Regions from separate parts of the Sus scrofa genome. Here region 1 is linked to region 2. Evidence: chromatin contacts called from public promoter capture Hi-C data. All regions are on one chromosome and are shown on one strand. The core of a region is the stretch at or near the end of the contact, and the rest is flanking DNA. Distances in the headings are between cores, read along the strand shown. Region 1 holds the start of PPME1 (protein phosphatase methylesterase 1). Region 2 holds the start of ANAPC15 (anaphase-promoting complex subunit 15).

Region 1 (5,953 bases), core at 196-2,695, 1.8 Mb before region 2:
AATTGAATCTTATCAGACCCAAACATAGCTTCCATCAGATGTATTAGCCCAGAAAAAATCAATTGCCCAAATCGCCCTCTTTATGCATCCTGGACTTAGCTCTGCAGCCCTGCGTTCCCTAAACCCTGTTCCTAGTCATCTCTCCGTCTGTGGAGCCCCTGGTCAGTCTCTAAGGCCCTCAGCCCTCCTCCCCTTATCCCCGCCCGCACATCTCACCCCAACAGTCTTCTGGAGTGTGTTCTCCATCTTTCCTCTGGCCTGTTCTCCACACTTGCGCGGTACCCCTCAAGAGACCCAATCTCTAAGTCGCCCGCTCACTCCCTGAATCTGCCTCTTACACCTCTAGGAACTCTCTCTAGAACCTTCTGCTCCCTGTTTCTCTCGTCTGCTCCAACCCTGCCTCAGGTGTTCTCGCTTTCCGTCGGCTTTTTCTAACACCTAGTGTTCACAGTCTTCTTACGCCTCCTAATATTTCCCTGGTTCTTCTAATTCCCCTCAACTTTTCTCTGTCATTTCCCATTTCTCTCAGCCCTCCCTGGCAGACTTCCCTCCACCTCTGTCACCGCTCATCTCCCTTTTCTCAAACCTCCTCCACCCCTTCTTCTGGGGGTGCCTCATTACCTCTCTTACACGATCCTCTCAGCCTCTTCAATCTTTGCCTCATTCCCCTCCCTCCAATACTATTTGTCCTCCAATTCCATTGACTTGGCGCCTCCCCTAGTCCCCAGATCCACCTCCTACTTCATCTAAACGTCTCCAGGCCGCCGCCAACATCTTCTCCCCTCCTGAGCCCTCCTGGTCGTGCCGCCCTAAACGCGCAGAGACACCATTCTCCAATGGCCGGGGCCTGGCCTCTAGGGAGAAGGGGTATGGGTCACGTACCCCATTCGCATCTTGGCTCCGCTCTGACTGCCCCCGCTGCCGGGGAGAGGCGGGCGAGAGGGCAGACGGCCGAGGTGCATGCTCTTCTCGAGGGCCGACATGAAGGGGAGGCCGCAGGTAGCCGAACTGTAGCCGAAGCTCCGTCCCACGCTAAGAGCGGCCCAACCGGTCACAGCTCGCTCCCCTAGCGACGCCCTGTAGCCTTTGGACAGCACCCAGCTACCGGCAGCACCGCCCACCGGCTCCGTAGACTCCACCCCCTCGCCTTGCGCTTCCACCGGAAGTGCGCAACAGCACTTCACAAAGGGAGCTGGGTAACGGAGTCTCGGACCCCTCAGACCCCAAGCGGAGAACTTCACGATCCCAGACGGAAAGAGAAGTGCTCCTGAAAGCAATGCACCCTGGGCAATGGAGTCCTCAAAGGGAGTATCCCTTTGCGCCTGCGCAGCTGGAGGAGACCGTCTCCAACCCCGCGAAGGTAGTGTAGCAAAGCATTCTGGGTGTTGTAGTCTCCTGGTCTGAAGGAGTATGCCGCCTTTCTTTCTCATGGCTTCCCGGGGACTGTTAGAGAAAGAGTCGCTTCTTCCTGCCTCCCAGGCTGCCCAGCGGCGCCAGTTGCTGGGGAACGCAAGCGCGGTGGGAAGGGATGGCGGGAGGTTACGGCTTGGGTGCTGTGGCCGGATTTGAGTTGATGAAGAGGAGCTCGGGCTCGCCATGAAACAACGGAAAGCCCAGGGGCCTGGGGCCGGCCGCAGCCGCGGGAAGAGAGGTAACGAAAGGTTGAGGGCAGAGTGGTAGGGCGGAGTTAGGGGAGCAGGGTGCCAGACGTTCTAGGCAGACTCCCCGCCACCCCCACCCCTCCCATACGCACAGCCGCCTGTTTTTTAAAAAGGGGTTGGAGAAGGGAGAATAACCAGGGAATCAGAAGATTGAAAAGACAGGGCGTTTGGCTCTCCTGCGAATGGAAAGGAAATAGTGGCCGAAGTAGGAGGCAAAAATGAGTAAATGAAGTGAGGGTTAAAAGGGGACGCTTCTAGAGGAAGGAAAAAAAAAAAAAATTGTAGGAATGTTTTGCTTTTTACTTTTTAAAAATTGAGATTATAATTGACATATAACATTGTTCGTTTCAGCTGTACAATATAACGATTTGTATATATTTCGAAATGAGTTCGTGTCTAGGTAGCATCATCACCAGACATAGTTACAAATATTTTTTTCCTTCTGAGGAGAGCTTTTAAAATCTACCCTTTAGCAACTTTCAAATAGACAATACACTATAATTAACTGTAGTCACTGTGCTGTATTTAAATCCCCATGATTTAGGAGTGTTTTTGATAAAGTCAGACGTGTGTTGGGGATGGGGGTGGGGAGGGTGTAGTTTTGCAGGCCACATGGGACTGGAAAAAAAATAAGTTGTAGAGGAGAGTATAGCAGTGATCCTAATGGGCAGGGGTCATGTTTAATACGTTGCCGAATCCCCAAGAACTAGCACAAAGCTGGACTCAGTAAATGTTAGTTGAATGACTGAAGGTGAGACGATCATAAAGCATCCAGGGCTACAGCTGGGAGTAGCGAAAGGATAGTTGTGAAGGAAAAGGAAGAAAAGCTGGGGAGTGGTGGGGGTTGCCGGGGTTGTGAGGGCATGAAGTTCTCTGAAGGATTTAAGATGAAAGAGTGTGTAGCAAGAGAACCTTATCAGGTTAGCATGCTCAAGGAGAAGCAAGCTCACCAAGAGACCAGGAAAGTGTTAGCTGCAGCAAGAACAGTCACCCTGGGAACCCAGGACAGATCAGGAAACGAAACTGAATCTCTACAGGGCTGCTTCAAAAAACATATTAAAAAACCAAAACAAAAAATCCTGGGTGAGTCTGCCTATTTATATTATAGGCAAAGCAGTATTAGGACTCGTGATAGTGCATTAGGCCATTAGGTTAAGAATGAAAGCTGAAGTTTGGGGATGAATCTTATCCACACTGTGTAACAATAACACAGTTTTGAGGCAATGCCTTTCCTTCTAGGAATGATGGGAGGATATGAAACAGAAGCATGGAACTGTGCAGTGCTCGTGCTCCCTGTGTCAAACCAGTCAAGCATATTTGGTTGCTAGGAGGAAAATCAAAACAGAAATAACATAAGAATGTCCTTCTCACTATATACCATATGCATATACAGTAATGCTCATGTGCATACCTGTGTATAATTTTTATACTGAAACTAGCTATATGGTGAGTCTTTTCCTTACTAAAGAAAGCAGAGAAGGTGTTGGCTTTAGAAATCCAAAGAATTGCTAACATAAATTCCTTATCTGATGCTTTCCAATATATTTTCTTCTGGGGAGGCATGACCACTCCCCAGAAAAAAAAAGGAATAGAAAGGTGTGTGTAATATAAGAATGAGTTCTTTTTTCCTTTTTTTATGGCCACACCTGCAGCATATGTGAGTTCCCAGGCGAGGGGTCAAATTAGAGCTGCAGCTGCCAGCCTCCTCCATAGCCACAGCAATACGAGCTGCATCTGTGACCTAAACTACGCTGCAGCTTGTGGCAGGCCAGACCCTTAACCCACTGAGCAAGGCCAGGGATCGAATTCCATCCTCACGGACACTGCGCTGGTTATTAACCTGTGAGCCACAACCAGAACTCCGGAATGCGTTCTTCAATTTCCTGTGAGTTACGGTTACAAGACACTGTGAATGGAAGGTAATCAGTGTCATGAAAGGAAAGCTTTATAGAAACGTCGTATTAATTGCCTCATTTACATTTTATCCCTCTGAAATCCAATAACTATTATAAAGGCCAATAATTATGAACCCAACACTGTGCTGAAAAATAATGGCAGGATGTGAAGATGATAGTTTCTGCCTGCATTGACTTAGGATGTTGGCAGGAAAAGGCACAGGCAGTTTAAGGTGGTCGTTACTGAAATGCCAAGTTGTATTGTGTAGACTTAACCATTTGAGAGTTGAGGGAAGGGCTTTGTTACTATTTTATGTTTAATGATGGTTTTAAAGTAAGAGAATTAGCTAAAGATTGCATCGTCTTAAAAACTGTGGACACGGCAATGATCCAAAAAACAGTATTTGGAAGAAAAATTTCAACTACTCAAAGATGTCTTAAACCTATATATTGTATCATTGTATTTGTATTTTTCATTTGGTGCCTTTCAGTGAAAGAGGAGTTCGTATTAGCAGGTCTTAAGTTGGTGTGGTCTTTACTTAAAATAACCTGAATCAAAGCCTAAATGCAGACTGTCAAGGTGGGTTAAGTGATCCGATAGGTTATTCTGTGGTCTGGTTTGCTAGTTACTTCTCATATATTAGAATAAAGAGAACAAGCCATTTCTCCATAGAGACTGAAATATTTTTGTGTGTTTTCATTCAAAAAGGAGATTATGTGTTTTCTATATTTAGAATAAATTTTGACTTCATGTTCTTGGATTTCTCCCCAGGTTTGAGTGACATTTCTCCATCTACGAGCCTCCCGCCCCTGGTTGAAGGCCAGCTCCGCTGCTTTCTAAAACTTACTGTTAATAAAGTCATATGGAAGATTGCGAAGCCTCCTGCTTGCGTACTTGTTCGAGTGAGATGGTGGGGAGAAACGTCGGAAGGAACCATCTTTTGTCCCAGGGATGCGTTGCAGACCGAGCCAAAAGCTGTGAGAACAACTACACGTTACGCTATCCGCTGTGGTCCAAAGCAGTTTACCTCCTATCTAACAGGTATAGTGTGCGTCTTATCATTTTACCTGTAGGCCAAATAAGAAGCAAGTGGTTATGTTAGATAAGTATTACTGTGTACCTAGTGTCTGTGGTATTGTTATTTTTTGTTTTGTTTTTTTGGGGATTTTTTTGTCTTTTGGATGCCCCACCTGCGGCATATGAAGGTTCCCAGGCTAGGGGTCGAATCAGAGCTCTAGCTGCCGGCCTACACCACAGCCACAGCAATGCCAGTTCCAAGCCGCATCTGCGACCTACACCACAGCAATGCCGGATCCTTAACCCACTGAGCAAGGCCAGGAATCAAATTTGCATCTTCATGAATACTAGTCAATTCGTTTCCACTGAGCCAACACGGGAACTCCTGTGGCGTTGCTCATTATCGAGGAGTAGAAGAGGTTTTATAGCCACTTGAGAGTGTACTGTGTGCTAGCAATTGATAACACATGTTATTTCTAATCCTGAATAACCCCGCAAGATAGATATTCTCTCTTTTTTATAGACAATGAAACTAAGGTTCAGAGAGGTGAAATTAATACTCTCTAAGGTTACGTAGTTGATAAATGACAAAATTAGATTTAAACCCACTTTCTGACACCAAAACTCATGCACTTATCACCACACCACGCTGCTTCAAGTAATAACTGTAGTCTCTGTTCTGGGGCTTATGTCATGCTCAAGAAAAGAAGGTAGAGATAGAAAGTTTACCGATAATATGAGATAATACATGTTAAATACCAAATGAGTGGTTTAGTGAGTCGGTAAAGAAAGGAGAAGGGAGCTCCTTCTGCAGAGCCAGAATTTCTTCATTTCTCTTCAAAGAAAGCATTCTAAAAGTACTGTATTCTCTATGTGATCAAGCTTTCGCATAAACACATTTTGGATGGCGGAGTAACTTATCAAGTCAATTCAGTTCAAGTCAGTAAAGATTAAGTTTTAGCACATAAACAGTGTTGGGCGAAGAGAACTGCAACACCAAAGACTAATTAAAGATTAACCTGCCCTTAACTTGACATTCTTCCCAGAAGAAAAGTTTGAAGACATCAAAATACAGAGAACAAAGACTTCAGTTATTCACAAAATGTACATTGAGCATTTAGTTTGTGTTAGACATTGTGCTAGGCACTGTGGAGAGTCCAAAAATGAATCCAAAAATTTAATCAGAATGGTGTCTAATTCTAACTAAACTCACACAGAAGTGACTAGTACAGTAGTTAACTGTAGTAGGTGGAAAGTGATTAGAGCTGTTAAAAGATACCCAGAGATATTCTACGTACTATAAACCTAAACGTAAACCCTGCCTCTATTCTGCACTGCCTTTCTGCTTAACTTTGAGCAGCTGTTTCATCTCCCTGGGC
Region 2 (6,294 bases), core at 778-3,277:
CAGATTGTGTGGCTCCTCTGCTCAGAACCCTTCACAGGGCGTTCCCACTGTGGCTCAGCAGGTTAAGAACCCAGCTAGGGAGTTCCCGTCGTGGTGGCAGAGTGGAAACGAATCTGACTGGGAACCATGAGGTTGCAGGTTCGATCCCTGGCCTCGCTCAGTGGGTTAAGGATCTGGCGTTGCTGTGAGCTGTGGTGTAGGTCACAGATTCGGCTTGGATCTGGCATGGCTGTGGCTGTGGCACAGGCCGGCAGCTGTAGCTCTGATCTGACCCCTAGCCTGGAGACCTCCATATGCCACAGGTATGGCCCTTAAAAAAAAAAAAAAAAAAAAAAAGAAAGAAAGAAAGAACCTGATGAGTCGACTAGCATCCATGAGGACAAAGGGTTTGATCCCTGGCCTCGCACAGCGGGTTAAGGATCCGGCATTGCTGCAAGCTGCAGTGTAGGATCTGATGTGGCTGTGGCTGTGGTGTAGGCCAGCAGCCACAGCTCTGATTCAACCTGTACCCTGGGAACCTCCATATGCCTCAGGTGTGGCTCTAAAAAACAAACAAACAAACACCACCACCCTTCACAAGATCCTCGACATCGGGTAAAGGCCAAGGTCCTTATTTTGATCTGCAAACCTGTCTGGCTCCTGTCTCTGCCCCCTTCTTTTCCCACTCTCCCCGTAGAACGCTATGGTCTAGCCATTCTAGGCCTTTTGCACTTGCTGTTTTCTGAGGCTCTTCCCAGAGTATCAGAACAGTGCCCCTCTTTTTTTCTTCCAATCTTTTACTCAAAGTCACCTTCCCAGTAAGGTCTTCCTTGGCCCCCCCCAAAATAAAATAAAACATCTTTCCTGCCAATATTTTATTCCCACTTCCCTGATTCTTTTCCTCCTTAGTATTTACTGCCGTCTTAAAACTATATATTTTAATTTCCTGTCTTCTCTCTCTCTCATTGAAATGGAAGTACTGTGAGGAGTTTTTTGGTTTGTTTTGTTCACTATTGTGTACACTTTATTAGAGTAGCGGCAGGCATACAGTAAGGTATTCAGCAGGTATGGGTTGAATGAATGAAATGAATGAATGAAATTGTGGACACTTGCAACAGGCAAGTTTTACTCTTAATGAAAAAGCTGTAACAACCAGAGCTGCTCAGCAACAGTGACAGCTGACATGCACAGTACACTACCTCTTAACACGTGTTATCTCAAATCTTCACATTAGTCTGAAGGCTGGGCAGAGATGATGACGCTGGTTGAAGAGGAAACTGAGTCCTGATAAGGCGACAGAGCTTATGAAGGGTCACCCAGCAGGTTGGGGGAAGAGTGGAACTGTGGAACTGGAAAGACTCTGGGAGTTCCCGTCGTGGCGCAGCGGAAACGAATCCGACTAGGAACCATAAGGTTGCGGGTTTGATCCCTGACCTCGCTCAGTGGGTTAAGGATCTGGCGTTGCCATGAACTGTAGTGTAGGTCGCAGAAGCGGCTTGGATCTGGCGTTACTGTGGCTCTGGCGTAGGCCGGTGGCTACAGCTCCGATTAGACCCCTAGCCTGGGAAGCTCCATATGCCGTGGGTGTGGCCCTAAAAAGACAAAAGGCAAAAAAAAAAAAGAGACAGAGTCTTGGGGGTGATGGAATTTAACAAGGGTTAGATTTGAAGGACTTTGCTGCTTGAAGGCATCAGCAGGTCTGAAGGGCATGCTCACTGGGAAGCTGAGTCAGAAGTCTCTACAGAACAGAAGGTGGGAGTGATGTGCCAGGGCTGACCACTAAACATATTTGGCCCAGGCCTGGAGAGGGCAGCTGAATGTCTCAGTAGCAGAATGCTGACCCTAAGATTGAGTAATCACTCAGTCCCTTACAAAATCTCCAATGCAGAACTGGACAGGCAATCTTTTGTTTTTGCTTTTTAGGGCCACTGATGCAGAGCAAAGTTCCCAGGCTAGGGGTAAGATGGGAGCTACCAATGCCAGCCTACAGCACAGCCACAGCAATGCAGGATCCCAGCTCACCACAGCTCACAGTAACACCAGATCCTTCACCCACTGAGCGAGGGCAGGGATCCAACGCGAATCCTCATGGATACTAGCTGGGTTCACTTCCACTGAGCCATAATGGGAACTCCTTGGACAGGCAATCTTAAGGGAATGGTGAGTCCACTACAGGGCTGCAGACTACAGACTAACTGCAGAGGTCTTTGAGGGAAGAGACCATGTTCCTAGATTTATCTCCAGCTTCCAGGAGGGCCTGGAATATTGAATATAATAGGGACTCAAGTATTTCTGGTGAAGGCATACGTGTATGAATGTATGCGCCCAACAGGAAACTGAGGGCGAGAGCAGCTAGACAGGTGGGGGATAAAACCACTTAGCGACTCCGGGGTAGAAGCGGACTAAATTTCTTGGGACGCAGCCGGAAAATGTGCCATTCCTAACGCTGGAGGCCGCCAGCTGTTTTTCATGAAGTTTTGCATTGCAAATACCGCCTGAAGCCAGACGGGGCGGGGCCGAGACGAAGAAGCCGATTGGCTGAGGCTGAAGGCGGGGCCATGCAGCGGCTCGCCAAAGGTCGGCCCAACACGTGACTAACGTGTGAGCGTCACTTCCCGTCTGGTGGGCGGGAGAGAGAAAACAAAAGAAGACCAAAGACGCATGCGTGCGGTGTGTCCCGAGTTCTGGCGGGTTCTTCCGCTCTGGCAAAGAGAAGTGCTTCCGGGTTGCCGCCGGCTGCCGCCTCCCGGCGCGGTAAGTACAGAAGGAAGGCTGCGGCTGCTGTCTCCTTACCCCTTCTTTCCTCCCTCCTCCAGAGAAACTCTGTTCACCGCACCCACCTCCTCAGGAGCTCGCTGTTCACACTCCCGTTAACATTAAAGAGCTCCAGCTCATTGGCCGCTTTCTCGCGGTTAAGCCCCACCCCGTCACACCGATCCGCCACTCATTGGTGTCACTTCCTGTCACTCAACAGTTCTTCCAGGTCACGGGGTTTCTTCAATTTAGTGATTAACCCTATAGGTGCAAATACCTGGTCGAATCCCGCCCCTGTCTTCTCCCTGTTGGTCAACTCCGCGGTTATTATCATAACAAACAAAGAATGGCTGGTAGTTTGGCGGCGAGGGTTTGGGTTTAAGGAGCCGAGCTCTCTGGCCCTTTGGTACCTGAGGAACGGGAGCGTGGGTTCCGTGGGCCGTGTTAAAGGGGCCGGGCAGCCGAGGTCCACGGAGGGGCAGCGGCTGGCCCCGGATCAGTCAAATAACTTAGGGCAAAAGCAGAATTAGACGTAGGTCCTTTTCTCCTGGTCATGTCTAGTGTCCGGCCTGGATCTCCCCAAAAAGTTCTATGCCCCAAATCACTGGGACCTAAAGCTGGTTGTTGGCCTGTCACTGGGCCTAAGTTTTCCTGTGAGCTGAAAGGTTCTAATTCAGATTCTCTGGGACCTTCCTGGTCAGCCCTCCCAGCTGCTTAATCTGAGCTGAATTTACTTGTTCTCTCGCTCAGATGCTAGTTTATCCGTTTGATCTTCCACCTACTTATTTATCCATTACTCAGGCATTTAGAATGTCTTGCTGAGCTATACCACCATTCGGCTGTGGTTTAGGAGGTGGTTAGTGTCCTACATTTCTGACACTGGATGGGTATGGCGTGGAACATCAGAGAGGAGCAGAAAGTAGGTCTCTGTCTGGAGGAGGTAAAGATCAAGCAGAGCTCTGCCATCTTCGATTCTGTAGAATTTTGTGATGCCAGTCTGCATTCTGGATTCCTCCACATGTGGCTTCCATTCTCCTCCCTCCTTTGAACAGCCTATAAATACTGTAAGTACTTTCTAGTAAAGACTTAGTTATCAGAATAACTGTGAAGGTGGTATGATCATTATCGTCCCTGTCTTACAGAGGATGGTGTCTGAGGCTCAGAGAGGTTAAGTGACGTAGCCAAGGTCAAACAGCTAGTAGTGGAGCCAGCATTCAAACCGAGGTCTGTCTGATTCCCTCAAGGAGAGGCTTTTTTCTTGCTACCTTCCCAAAGGCACCCCATCCCCAAATCAAACTAACCAAATGACGGTCAAAAACCAAACACATCCGAGAGCTCAATTCACCTGACCCTGTCCCTCAGTCTAGGAGCCATGTCCACCTTGTTCCCCTCACTCTTCCCCCGTGTGACTGAGACACTCTGGTTTAATCTGGATCGACCCTGTGTGGAGGAGACGGAGCTGCAGCAACAAGAACAGCAGCATCAGGCCTGGGTGAGTGAGGATCTAGCCCAGCAGGGGAGCTTCACTGGCCATGACCCAGCCTTACTTTGGAGACCTGCCCTGTGCAGACTTTTTGCCCTGAGCTGGGAAGAATCCGGCTGAGAGCTGAGGGCCTAGGTTGTCCTCCTTGTGACACCCTAATTTGCCGGGGACCATGGGACCTCTAGGCCAGACGAGCCCAGGCTCTTTCCCCTATAGCATAGGCTATCATCTCTTTTTTTGTCTTTTTAGGGCGGCACCTGCGGCCTGTGGAGGTTCCCAGGCTAGAGGTCTAATTGCAGCTTTAGCCACCAGCCTATGCCACAGCCACACCAGATCCGAGCCTTGTCTGCAACCTATACCACAGCTTATGGCAACACTGGATCCTTTACCCACTGAGCAGGGCCAGGGATCAAACCCACGTCCTCATGGCTACTAGTCAGGTTTGTTTCCATTGAGCTATGATGGGAACTCCGGAAATAATCATTCTGACTGTTTATTGAGGATCTAGGCAATGATACGTTCTAGGCTGATAGTCTCACTTCATCCTCACAATCATCTTATCAGGAAACCAAGGCCCAAAGAGGTTATGTAGTTGGATCAAGTTCTTAAGTAAGTGGCAGATGTCAGGCGAGAAACGGATTGAATCTTCCTGAAAATTGGAAGGAAGCTTCTCCTCTACCCTTAGGGGTCTTGGGAGCAGGGAGGGACCGTCCCATGCCCCTGACCTGCCCTGCTTGGGCCCTGGCCTTGCTCTCCTCCCTCTTCGGCCACAGCTCCAGAGCATCGCAGAGAAAGACAACAACCTGGTACCTATCGGCAAGCCGGCCTCAGAGGTGAGTGGCTCCAGCAGGTGGGGCCTCTGTGGGGCCCAGAGGAATGAAGGATCTGCTCTAAGTCTGAAGGTCCGGCCTCTGACTCCAGAGCAGTCGTGGTCCTCGGTTCTGGGTGGGGGTCAGAAAGGTGAGGTAGCCGGGCTGGACACAGGGCTTAGCGCTGAGGTCTTGCAGAGCGTGCACCAGCCTGCTAGAGTCACGTGGGACGGGACCGGGGAGTGGCGCTCATTCCTTGGCCCCAGAGAGAGGCTCCACGTGGGCCAGTCCTTGAGCGGGCCCAGGCAGACCTGAGGAACCTTCAGGCTCTCCCCGCCTCCGCAGCACTACGACGACGAGGAAGAGGAAGATGAAGACGATGATGAGGACAGCGAGGAGGACTCAGAGGACGACGAGGACATGCAGGACATGGATGAGATGAACGACTACAACGAGTCACCTGATGACGGAGAGGTCAATGAGGTAGGCCCGGGTGTCGGGGGGGGGCCTCTGTTCCTGGAACCTGACCCCGGACTGAATTGGCAGCCAGTGGGTACCGAGACCCTGGGTCCAGCCAAGGGCAGGGTCTGGGATGGGGCTGGCCGGGTGGCTGAGGCCCCTCCCCACCCACACCCAGCCTCCTCTCCAGGTGGACATGGAAGGCAATGAACAGGATCAGGACCAGTGGATGATCTAGGTAGACAAGGCAGAGTGGTCTCAGGGAGATTCCAGGTCAGCCCACCCCGCCCTGGACCCCCTGCAGAACCAGCCGATCACCCCCAGGGCTGGAAAGCTCACCCTTGGGTGCCTTCTCAGCTGCTGCAGGACCTGGCCTCCGTGGCCCCTCCTAGGCCATCCGTTTGCCCTTGAATCCCCAAGGCCTGAGCCACCCCACCGTTCTGGCCAGCACCTCACCCCTTGGTTGCTGATCTAGTTTCTTTCTAATTCTTTAATAAAGACACAGTACTGATTTTTCCCCCATGTCTGTTCTCTATTTCTGGGTGGGGCCCAGAGGAGTCTAATGTCTTTTCTTGAGCTTTGGGGAGAGGGTACTCCAGGGACTTCAGGCAGATGTGGGCTGGGACTAGGGAAGGCCAGCCTAGCCCTGGCCGTGGGCCCAGGCTCCACTGCCATTTCCCCTGGCCCGGCCTGCGCCTAGCCATTCCCGCAGGGCCTCTGACCCAGTGCTGACTGTTTCCTCTGGTCCCACCCTGGATGCTTGGACTAGGAAGCTGGGAAGGGGTGGTCTATCTGAGGCCCGAACCGGGA

The links. Promoter capture Hi-C pulls out the DNA fragments that hold promoters and counts their contacts.
Region 1: a contact with region 2 is called in a promoter capture Hi-C map of liver, with 4 times the contacts expected there. The contact joins the promoter of PPME1 here to the promoter of ANAPC15 in region 2. A contact is called at or near these places in 1 of 5 promoter capture datasets (liver) and 1 of 47 Hi-C or Micro-C datasets (liver).

The regions. Positions count from the first base shown.
Region 1 is chr9:8,508,283-8,514,235 of Sscrofa11.1, reverse strand. It overlaps PPME1 (protein phosphatase methylesterase 1), which reads right to left and starts at 1,445. Exons shown (of 15, transcript XM_003357190.5): 1 at 883-1,445. The coding sequence starts at 1,430. It overlaps C2CD3 (C2 domain-containing protein 3), which reads left to right and starts at 1,393. Exons shown (of 34, transcript XM_021062487.1): 1 at 1,393-1,651; 2 at 4,329-4,598. The coding sequence starts at 1,597.
Region 2 is chr9:6,685,646-6,691,939 of Sscrofa11.1, reverse strand. It overlaps ANAPC15 (anaphase-promoting complex subunit 15), which reads left to right and starts at 2,027. Exons shown (of 5, transcript XM_013999278.2): 1 at 2,027-2,733; 2 at 3,714-3,797; 3 at 4,990-5,049; 4 at 5,371-5,508; 5 at 5,663-6,001. The coding sequence starts at 2,641. The coding sequence ends at 5,722.